Regions from separate parts of the Sus scrofa genome. Here region 2 is linked to region 1. The links are chromatin contacts, called in public HiChIP or PLAC-seq maps. All regions are on one chromosome and are shown on one strand. The core of a region is the stretch at or near the end of the contact, and the rest is flanking DNA. Distances in the headings are between cores, read along the strand shown. Region 1 overlaps TES (testin LIM domain protein). Region 2 has its middle 21 kb from the start of TES.

Evidence for each region. HiChIP or PLAC-seq counts read pairs in DNA pulled down with a chosen protein or histone mark.
Region 2: an H3K27ac HiChIP or PLAC-seq map of skeletal muscle shows a contact between it and region 1. The contact joins two enhancer-like sites. A contact is called at or near these places in 1 of 5 promoter capture datasets (liver), 28 of 47 Hi-C or Micro-C datasets (alveolar macrophages, blood, brain and 14 more) and 2 of 2 datasets of contacts at active chromatin or transcription factors (alveolar macrophages and skeletal muscle).

The regions. Positions count from the first base shown.
Region 1 is chr18:29,918,474-29,923,039 of Sscrofa11.1, forward strand. All of the region lies in intron 1 of TES (testin LIM domain protein), which reads right to left. Among named protein-coding and RNA genes, the nearest start is that of TES, 15 kb to the right of the region's middle. Within about 2 kb of position 1,863, at least 20 of the 83 cell types and tissues checked have an H3K27ac peak or open chromatin away from gene starts, as enhancers often do. A contact at or near this core is called in retroperitoneal adipose tissue and skeletal muscle, where this site is marked.
Region 2 is chr18:29,955,105-29,959,670 of Sscrofa11.1, forward strand. No RefSeq gene overlaps it. Among named protein-coding and RNA genes, the nearest start is that of TES, 21 kb to the left of the region's middle. Within about 2 kb of position 2,692, at least 34 of the 83 cell types and tissues checked have an H3K27ac peak or open chromatin away from gene starts, as enhancers often do. A contact at or near this core is called in retroperitoneal adipose tissue and skeletal muscle, where this site is marked.

The DNA.
Region 1 (4,566 bases), core at 613-3,112:
TAACGAATCCGACTAGGAACCATAAGGTTGCAGGTTCGATCCCTGGCCTTGCTCAGTGGGTTAAGGATCTGGTGTTGCCGTGAGGTGTGGTGTGGGTCGCAGACGTGGCTCGGATCCTGTGTTGCTGTGGCTGTGGTGTAGGCCAGCGGCTATAGCTCCAATTCAACCCCTAGTCTGGGAATCTCCATATGCCACGGGAGCAGCCCTAGAAAAGGCAAAAAGACAAAAAAAAAAAAAAAAAAGGTTTAATCATAAACTCCTTTACATATAAATCACAGTAAGAAATACATTTTGGGGGAGGGAGTGGGAGGGATCGGGAGCTTGGGCTTATCAGACACAACCTAGAATAGATTTACAAGGAGATCCTGCTGAATAGCATTGAGAACTATGTCTAGATACTCATGTCGCAACAGAAGAAAGGGTGGGGGAAAAAACTGTAATTGCAATGTATACATCTAAGGATAACCTGACCCCCTTGCTGTACAGGGGGAAAATAAAAAAAAAAAAAAAAAAAAGAAAAGAAAAAGAAATACATTTTATCTCATGACAAAAAACATGCACGTGCACACACATACATGTGTGTGTGTATGTATATAAGTGTGTGTAAAATTCTGAAACAAAGATTTACTGGCTTATATAATTTGGAGAACTAAGTATGCTTTTGCCTCGAAGTTAAATGGCCATCTAAACTCACACCAGCCTTAACATCTGAATCACCTGGTCTGAATAACACTGGCCTTTATAAACTACAGAAACATACTGAAACCACACCATCTCATTCTCTATTTCTGAATGAAACTTGGAAGCTCAACTAATATAATTAGGCACTTCAATTAGTCAGCAAAGGTTTTACACTAAGGCTTCAGTGTAGCTCACTGCTGATTTATAAAGTCAGCCTTGGAAAGGGGTAAGTAGTTTCTTTCCTACCTCTTTTATCTTCTAAAAACAGCTATCAGTTTATTTGTTAGAATTATTAGAACCAGTGATGTTTTATGAACATTAACCCTTAAAAGTGTCTCACATATTCTTAGTGCTGGACAGCCCTAGGCATCCATCCCTGATGTTAGAGATGTGGAAACTAAAATCCAGGAGAGATGATTTGCTCTTGGTCACACGGCTAGTTAACAGTAAGCTAACCTAAAACCCAGTGTCTGCCTTGTGCTGCACAGTGCTGCTGCGACAGACTCTATGAGTGTCCAATGGGAGCCCTTCAGTGCTGGCTCATTTCAGCTTCAAGGAACAGGACCACAAGCTCCAAGCCTCTTGTGACAACTCACAGTGGAAATGATTTTGAGAGTTTTAGAATGGAGGCCTTGAGTCAGGCAAGGATGTTGGGAAAGTTCTTTTGAACAAGTGATACTTGAATTGAGCTGGAAAGGATGAGCAGCATCTAACTCAATAAAGAGGAAGAGGAAGTACATTCAAGGCAGCGGGGATACCATATTTGAAGCCTGTGGCAGAAAAGGTATGGTTAGAGCCTAGAACATCTTACAGCATTTGAGAAGTGACAGAGCCAGCCTTGTAGCAGGGAATTTCCTCCTCCCCCCTTTTTCTTTTCGGAAGGCAGAAATAAATCTGCTGAAACATTTGGCACCATGCCTTAGGCCACCAGGTTTAAAAGAGAACACATTCCCAGAGAGAGGATGAAACTGTAAGGAAGACACTCTAGAGAAAATCCGTACAGACAATGGAGGTGTGGGGATCTGGGGAAAGAGGCCCTCTCAATTTCTGCTAGCCAAACCTCAGGGGGACCCTCAAGGAGACCAGGAAACTCGACTGAGAAAAGCAGAAATTTGAGAAAACAGCTCTGCAGTCTGCCTGGAAAGCTCGGAATGCACTGCTGCAGTGTTCTCCACTCCATCTGGCCTGCCTGAAGGTCAGTTTAATCTCCGCACAGGCTCTTTCCAGCACAGCTTGGGTTTGTGACCACCTGAAGAATCTGTCCCTTCCCAACTTTCCAAACACACAATTTCCTCTTCCCCAAGTGCTCAGACTAAGGAGTGTGGGGACTCTGAAAATATCACTAAGAGACAACTAGTAAATGAAAGAGAGTGGAATGAAGTCTTGGCAATATGATACACTCTCTGCTGCTATAACCCAATGGAAGCAGGTCTAATTAAAAATAAACATGCAAATGGAAAAAGCACCTAGTTTTCAAAACCACTGTCAGCAGCTAAAGCGATTGGAGAGAGTTTCATGCTGGCAAAGAAATTACTTTTCTTAGGGGGATTTCATTAAGAAAAATGATTATATAGCTTTCAAATGAAGCTATTAAACCCAGCACAGATGATCCCTAACTTATACCATTTACTGGATGGGAACTTCTTCCATAATCTTACTCTCTTTATCAACCTCTGTTAGGGTACAAAACCACAAAGGCTCTGACTCGAACAACAAATATCTGAGGTTCACACTCCAACCTTTTGTAGACGTGCCTCATTCCACACTGAGTTAGAACTCAGAGTGCAATATGTTCTCTAATCCTGTTCAATCCAGTTAAAATGATAAAATTGCAGCCCAGCAGACATATCTCTACTGGTAAAAGGCAACTTTCTTCTGCTTTTGTTCCCACCCCAATTTAGGCATCTAGGCATCTGCTATCTTCCCTTTCACAAGTCAAACATACACCAAATGAAGTAAAATGTACTAATTCTACTCAGAGCCAGAGCTTCCCTTGGCAGTTTCTCAAGACCCATTCCCGGACCCTCTGAGGCAGAGGTCACATGAGCTGGGACTCCCCAACTCTTCCTGGTTTCAGTTTGAAGGTCTGAAATCCCATCTGTCCTAAGGGCTCAGACAATTTCTCTTCCTAGCCTGTACTCAGGATTCCCTTAAGTCCAGGACCCAGAATTCTTATTATACTTCCTCCTTCCCTTTACCTGCAGCAAGGTTTGCATCCTCTGGTCATGGTCCTTCTCCTTTCCTCAAGAGCCATGGTGTTACTCTTAGACATCCAGATCTTAGAGGTTAGTTTCTAAGCTGGAGAATTCTTGATGAGGGTTAAGGACAGGGAAAGTGTTATTTAATGATACCCATGGTGTGGGTGTGGAAAGAGGGGGCAGTTGGTAGAGAGGAAGCGGGGCCCAGAAAGTATTAGCTCCTCAATTAAGGCAGCCTAGCTGTTTAGAAAGTGAAGTTCAGATCCTTGGACTAATATAAACACCAAGATCTGTGTGCTCATATGTAATATGACATGAGAATTAGCTATACCAGGTATTAAGGAAATTATCAAGAATTACATGGCTAATCAGAGAACAGTGAAAATGTAGGAAGCATTGGAAGAAAGTCAGGAAAACTGATCTGGTCCTAAAGTATCACTGCCAAGTCCAATGATTTTTAGAAGTCATTTTTCTTCTCTGGGCTCCATCTAGGTAATGAAAGGAATTGAATTCTAGGATGCCTTTTAATTCAAAAATTATGACAAAAATTATGTTACAGATTAACTTCATCTTAGATATTATACAACATGGTCATCTATTCAACATTTAAACACTAAACTAAAAATAATTATTTGAGAAAGCTAAAATATTATTGGCTCTTAAAGGTCAGAATCATATGGAATTCAGCTTGGGAGAGTAGTTTATAAAGTACTTATAAGAAAAAAAGTTCTAAGGGATACGACACAGTTCTGTTGCCCATAATTATTTCAGCAGCAAACATGATATAGTATTTCCTGTAGAAACACTTGGTGCCTAAAAACACATGTTTTTCATAAGCACACAAGTGCCAAAGCTGTCTACTTCATATAATTTTAGCAACACATTCCAGCCAGCATCAATACAAGGATATGACAGATTAATTTTTCTTCTTCAGTGTCCAAGAAAACAGGTCTTTTGGATTGACTATATTCGGGAAAACTACAGTCAGGCTTAGGAATACCTATCAAGGTCCTTTAAAAAATAAAAATGAGGTATACTGTTTATCCTGAGATACTAGTCAAAGAAGACTTAAATATCCTTAACTAAAAGAACCAGACACTGAGCTTATAAACCCTATGATCTATGCCTCCAAACATCCCTCATCTCCTGCTTATTTTAAAGTAAGAAATGGGAATGGGATCAATTTCTCCATATTCATAATCTCAGGCAACCAGTTAGGTTGGCAACATTTCAGGTGACCCTTCTGACCCAGGAAAAGGTATTGCATGTCAGATACTTTAAAGAAAAAGGAAAGAAGAGTAAGGAACATCTGGTATTTCAAACATAGTCTAAGTTGATTTGGCTACAATTTGCATCTGGAAGATGTTATTCAGTATTCATGGTGAGATCATATGATTCATGCTGTTTTCATAATCAAATTTCCCTCTGGAGCAAAAAATCATATGCGGTTACTAAACAAGCAAGTGTTACTAAGATTTCTTTAATCATCATGGAATGAAGCTGACCAAGGTAGATTATATGAAATACACATATACTCTTTCTGTGCGTGTCTCTTCATCTACATATATATATCTATATATATATAGATATATATATGGATACATTCATATGGTCATATTACAATCTTAAGGAAACACTTTAGAATTTGTTCGCACAAATGAATATTCTGAACAAAGGAACTATATAA
Region 2 (4,566 bases), core at 1,442-3,941, 37 kb after region 1:
TTGGATTTTTTGAGTTGTAATTTTTTCATAAGTTGAGGAAGATCTGTACTGTTTTTCTATTGATGTTATAACAAATTACCACAGATTAGTGATTTAAAAAATACAAATATATTACGATTCTGTAGGTCAGAAGTCCTACAGGGGTCTCACTGGGCTAAAAATCAAGGTGTCAGCAGGATGCATTCCTTTTTGGAGGACCTAGGAGAGAATTTCTTTCTTTGCCTTGTCCAGTTCCTAGAGGCTGCCTGAATTCCTTGGCTTATGGTTCCGTTATTCCATCTCCAAAGCCAGCAACTTGGCATCTCTCATTATCACATCACTTCCTCTGACCACATGTGGAGAAAGTTCTTTGTTCTGCTGAGAAATGTGATTAGATTAGACTCTTATGGATATTTGGGGATAATTTCCCCACCTCAAATTTCTTAATCTTAACCACATCTGAAATTTCTTTTTTTTCATGTAAGTTAATGTATTCACAGGTTCTAGGGATTATGACATGAACTTCTTTGGGGGCTTTTATTGTGCCTATCACAGTAGGGATAATTAATGAATTCTAAAATATTAAGCAAATGGTTAATGGGGGACATGGATTATATGCAGGTTCCATTTGAAAATAAGTTAACTTTAAAACCAAGAGATTAGCTTGTCTCTCCTTTGACCCAGTAATCAAATTTACTATCATAATAATGGGACATTAGACATGTGGGCCTTTCAATGCGATGCTCAATGTTGTCCACAGTATCACATAGGAAGAGTTTTTGCTAAGAATGTGTAACCTGGGAGTTCCCGTTGTGGCACAGCGGAAACAAATCCTACTAGGAACCATGAGGTTTCAGGCTCGATCCCTGGCCTTGCTCAGTGGGTTAAGGATCCAGCATTGCCATGAGCTGTGGTGTAGGTCGCAGATATGGCTTGGATCTGGCGTTGCTGAGGCTGTGGCTGAGGCCAGCAGCCATAGCTCTGATTAGACCCCTAGCCCGGGAACCTCCATATGCAATGGGTGCGGCCCTAAAAAAAGCCAAAAACAAACAAAAAAAAGAATATGTAAGCTGAACATAATTCAGAAGGTTCAATTTTAACCTCCATTATATAGGACATACAGGAGATAGTGGATTTATTTAAAGGATACCACAAGGAAATGAACAAATCAAGGATATGTAATATTCTGCAAGACAGCTTATCTTTTCTCAAGTCTGTGTTGTAGAGGAAAAGGAAGATGGAGTTGTAATTTGTTTCAGATTAAGGGAGAGGTAACAACTAAAGACAATCATGGTTCTTAATTAGCTCTTGGTTTGAAAATAAAGAGCTATAAACCACGTTTTGGAGGCAAGAGGTGATATTTAAATATACACTGGGAAATAGATGACATTAGTTTTCTAAATTTATTGATGTCATGACAGTACTGTCAATAAGTAGGAGAATGCTCCTATTTTATACAAATACATGCTAAAGAAGTTAAGTTGAAACATCAGAATATTTATAATTCAAGAAAAAAACCAGAAGAAACAAATATGACAAAATGTTAATGATATAGGGACTCTATGGGTGATATTTTGCTATTTGTACTTTTCTGTATTATTAAACATTTTCATGCTAGTAAAACTTTAATTATCCAATATAAAAGTACATATACACATAACTTAATTGCATTATAAACTGTTAGAGATAATGAGGTTGTCATTACAGAAATAATGTCTGCAGGAATAATTAGAAGTCTGGAAAAAGTTTAGGAAATAAACATTTGTCAACTTTATCTAGTCTCACCTTTCCTCATCATTCTAGGGTACAGAGTTATTTTTCCTCTCATCTTGTTTTAGAAGAAAGGTAGTTTCTAGAATCGCTATAACATGATGAATTTTTTTAGAACATTCATTTTTTTTCAGTATGCTTAAAGGACTCATCAAACCTTAAAACATCTGTAGGTTGGTATCCAGTGTGTCCTAGGCAGATAACCAGTCCCAATTCTTAAAACGGAGAGTACCTTTCATTCATTTATTATGTGGTAAAGTTGCCAATACAAGAGACTACATGGAGTTCAGTAAACCACAGCCCAGTGAATCACTTAGACTCATTTTAGTCTCATCTGAACTTCAGCTTAAACAAGTGTCATGCATCCAATAAGGATTGTGAGGCAACCGGTCTTCTTGCTCAGTGAATGACACTGCTGGAAAAGCCCTTGTGATGCTGTAATGAAAGCTAATACACTCGAGGGCACGCATAAAAAATGTTACAGTGGTTGCTGGCGACCCCTGGTGGCAACATATAGGAAAAACAGCTCACCATAAAATTCCGGTCTTCCTAGTTCGGAAACCACTGTAAATGGAAACTGAAACCACCTTTTCTAAGTCTCCTTTACTTTTTTGATCTTTCCATTTCATTTTTCTTTCTCCCACTCTTTAAAAAAACTTCGTTGTTCTTAAAGGTTTTTTCATGTCTCTCTTCTCATTTGTGTTCTCCCTAAGTGATAACATCCATTTACCAAATTGTAGTTTTAGAGAATTGTTTTCTCTGTTGAGCCTGTGCCCTAACTTCCAATTCCCTTATGGATATTTCCATTTACATAGCTCTTAAACTCAGCATGCCAAAAGAAAGCTCCTTGGGCAAGTTTGCTAATCCTGTATTTCCTGTCTCAGGAAATGCTGTCACAATACGGACAAGCCAGAGGGCTTCTACTTCAATAAAGCATAAAGGTCCAAGGAGACTTGCACAATTACTATCATAGGGATAGGTGCTGGGATGAAGAAAACAAAGACGTATCTTAGAGTAGGCGGCAGAAAATGGACCCTTTTAATGTGACAGAGAATGTATATCCTGCTTTGGGAGTTCTGAGGAAGGAAACCTAACCAAACCTTAGATGGAAAGATTCAAGATGAAGGAAGAAATTACTAGCAAGCTATATATTTATATAGTAAGAATTTGTATTATGGGCTGAATTGTTTTCCCCCTACACACTCAGAGGTTGAAGTTCTCATCTCCAGTACTTCAGAATGTGACTGTACTTGGAGTCTTTAAAGAGATAATTACTTTTAAATGAGGTTATTAGAGTGAGCCCTAACCCAATATGACTGATGTCCTTAGAAGAAGAGGAAATTTGGACACAGATGGGTAGAGATGTGAAGACAATGTGAAGACACAGGGAGAAACAGCCATCTACAAACCATCAACCTTGTCAATAGTTTGATCTTGAATTTCCAGCCTTCAGAACTGTGAGGAAGTATTGTATAATCCACACAGTCTGTAGCACTTTGTTATGGTAGCTCTAAAGAACTAACGTATTCTGATTTCTTTTTCAAAATAAAGGTAAGACCTTTCTAAGCAGAGGGAAGAGAGTATCCAAAACAAGTAACCATAAAAGATCATCGCTTACTTGTGAAACTATAGTAGTTCAGTATGGCCAGATTACTGGGCATGCAATGGGGAAGAGATGTGGGGAATTTGGGGGAATGAGGTTTGAAAAAGAGGGGGAGGCCAGATTACAATGGGCCTCATGTACCAAATTAAAATAGTGAAAATTGAGGGTGAAGATGTTCTGAAATTAAAGAAAGTCTCAAGTTAGCTCCAGCTAATCAAAATTTAACATTGGTGTGCAATTCTTAGGGTTTTGTCTAATCCAGTCTTACATGTTAATACTTTTATTTTATAATGACTAATTTTCAATTGGCTGCTAGATGAGAACAGCTTTTAATGAACTACAGGAATCCTTATCTCTCATATGATGTTTATTCCCCCTGAGCATCTAAATATCTATTCATTGAATTTTATGTCAGTGTTCTTTCCTGCACTCTATTCTAAGCTTTAAACATTTTTTCTTTCCAGTGTTTATGTTTTAACAATATCTAGCATTTGTCATAGCAAGGGTGTTGAGTTTGTGCTTATACAAGCTGTATTTAGCTAGAATATAATTACTTTTAGAAGTCAATATTTCTATTTCTTGTCTTAATATTTATTTTTCTTTTTTTAAAATTATGATTAATTTTCCATATCTAAGGCATGGATAGTTTACCTTTCTTGTCCTTTTTCAGTCTCCTTATTACCTTTCATTGCTTGACTCTCCCATAGATAGAACAGAATTGTAATGCCTAATAAAATAAGGGATAAGCTCCATGAAGGCAGAAGCCCTGACCCACCTGTTTATTGGTATGTTCCAGTGCCTGACATATCATTGATAACAAATATATTTTAAAGGAAAAATACAGTTTGCTCACAGCCTTCTATCAACAAATCCTTATAAGATAGTTGTTTTTAAATTAGAGAAGTACCTAAAAATCTCCTGGGTTTCTAGTATACATGCATGCTAGTACCTTCCCACACCAAATATGGATTTGGGATAAGGAGGTGGAGGGATCTAGGCATAAGTACTGTGCAATGGAAAACTTCCAATATTGTTTTGATATCCATTACTAATGAGGAGGGCAGAAGTTGTTATTACTTTCATCTCAGGTAAATTCCTCCTGACCTAGGTGCAAGGATGAAGAAATATGTTAGGTAGTAAGTGAAATGTTTTGGAGGAGGATTTTGCCTAGAGCCTTTCAACCCAGTCTTCTGCTGCTTGTACTATTCCTAAAA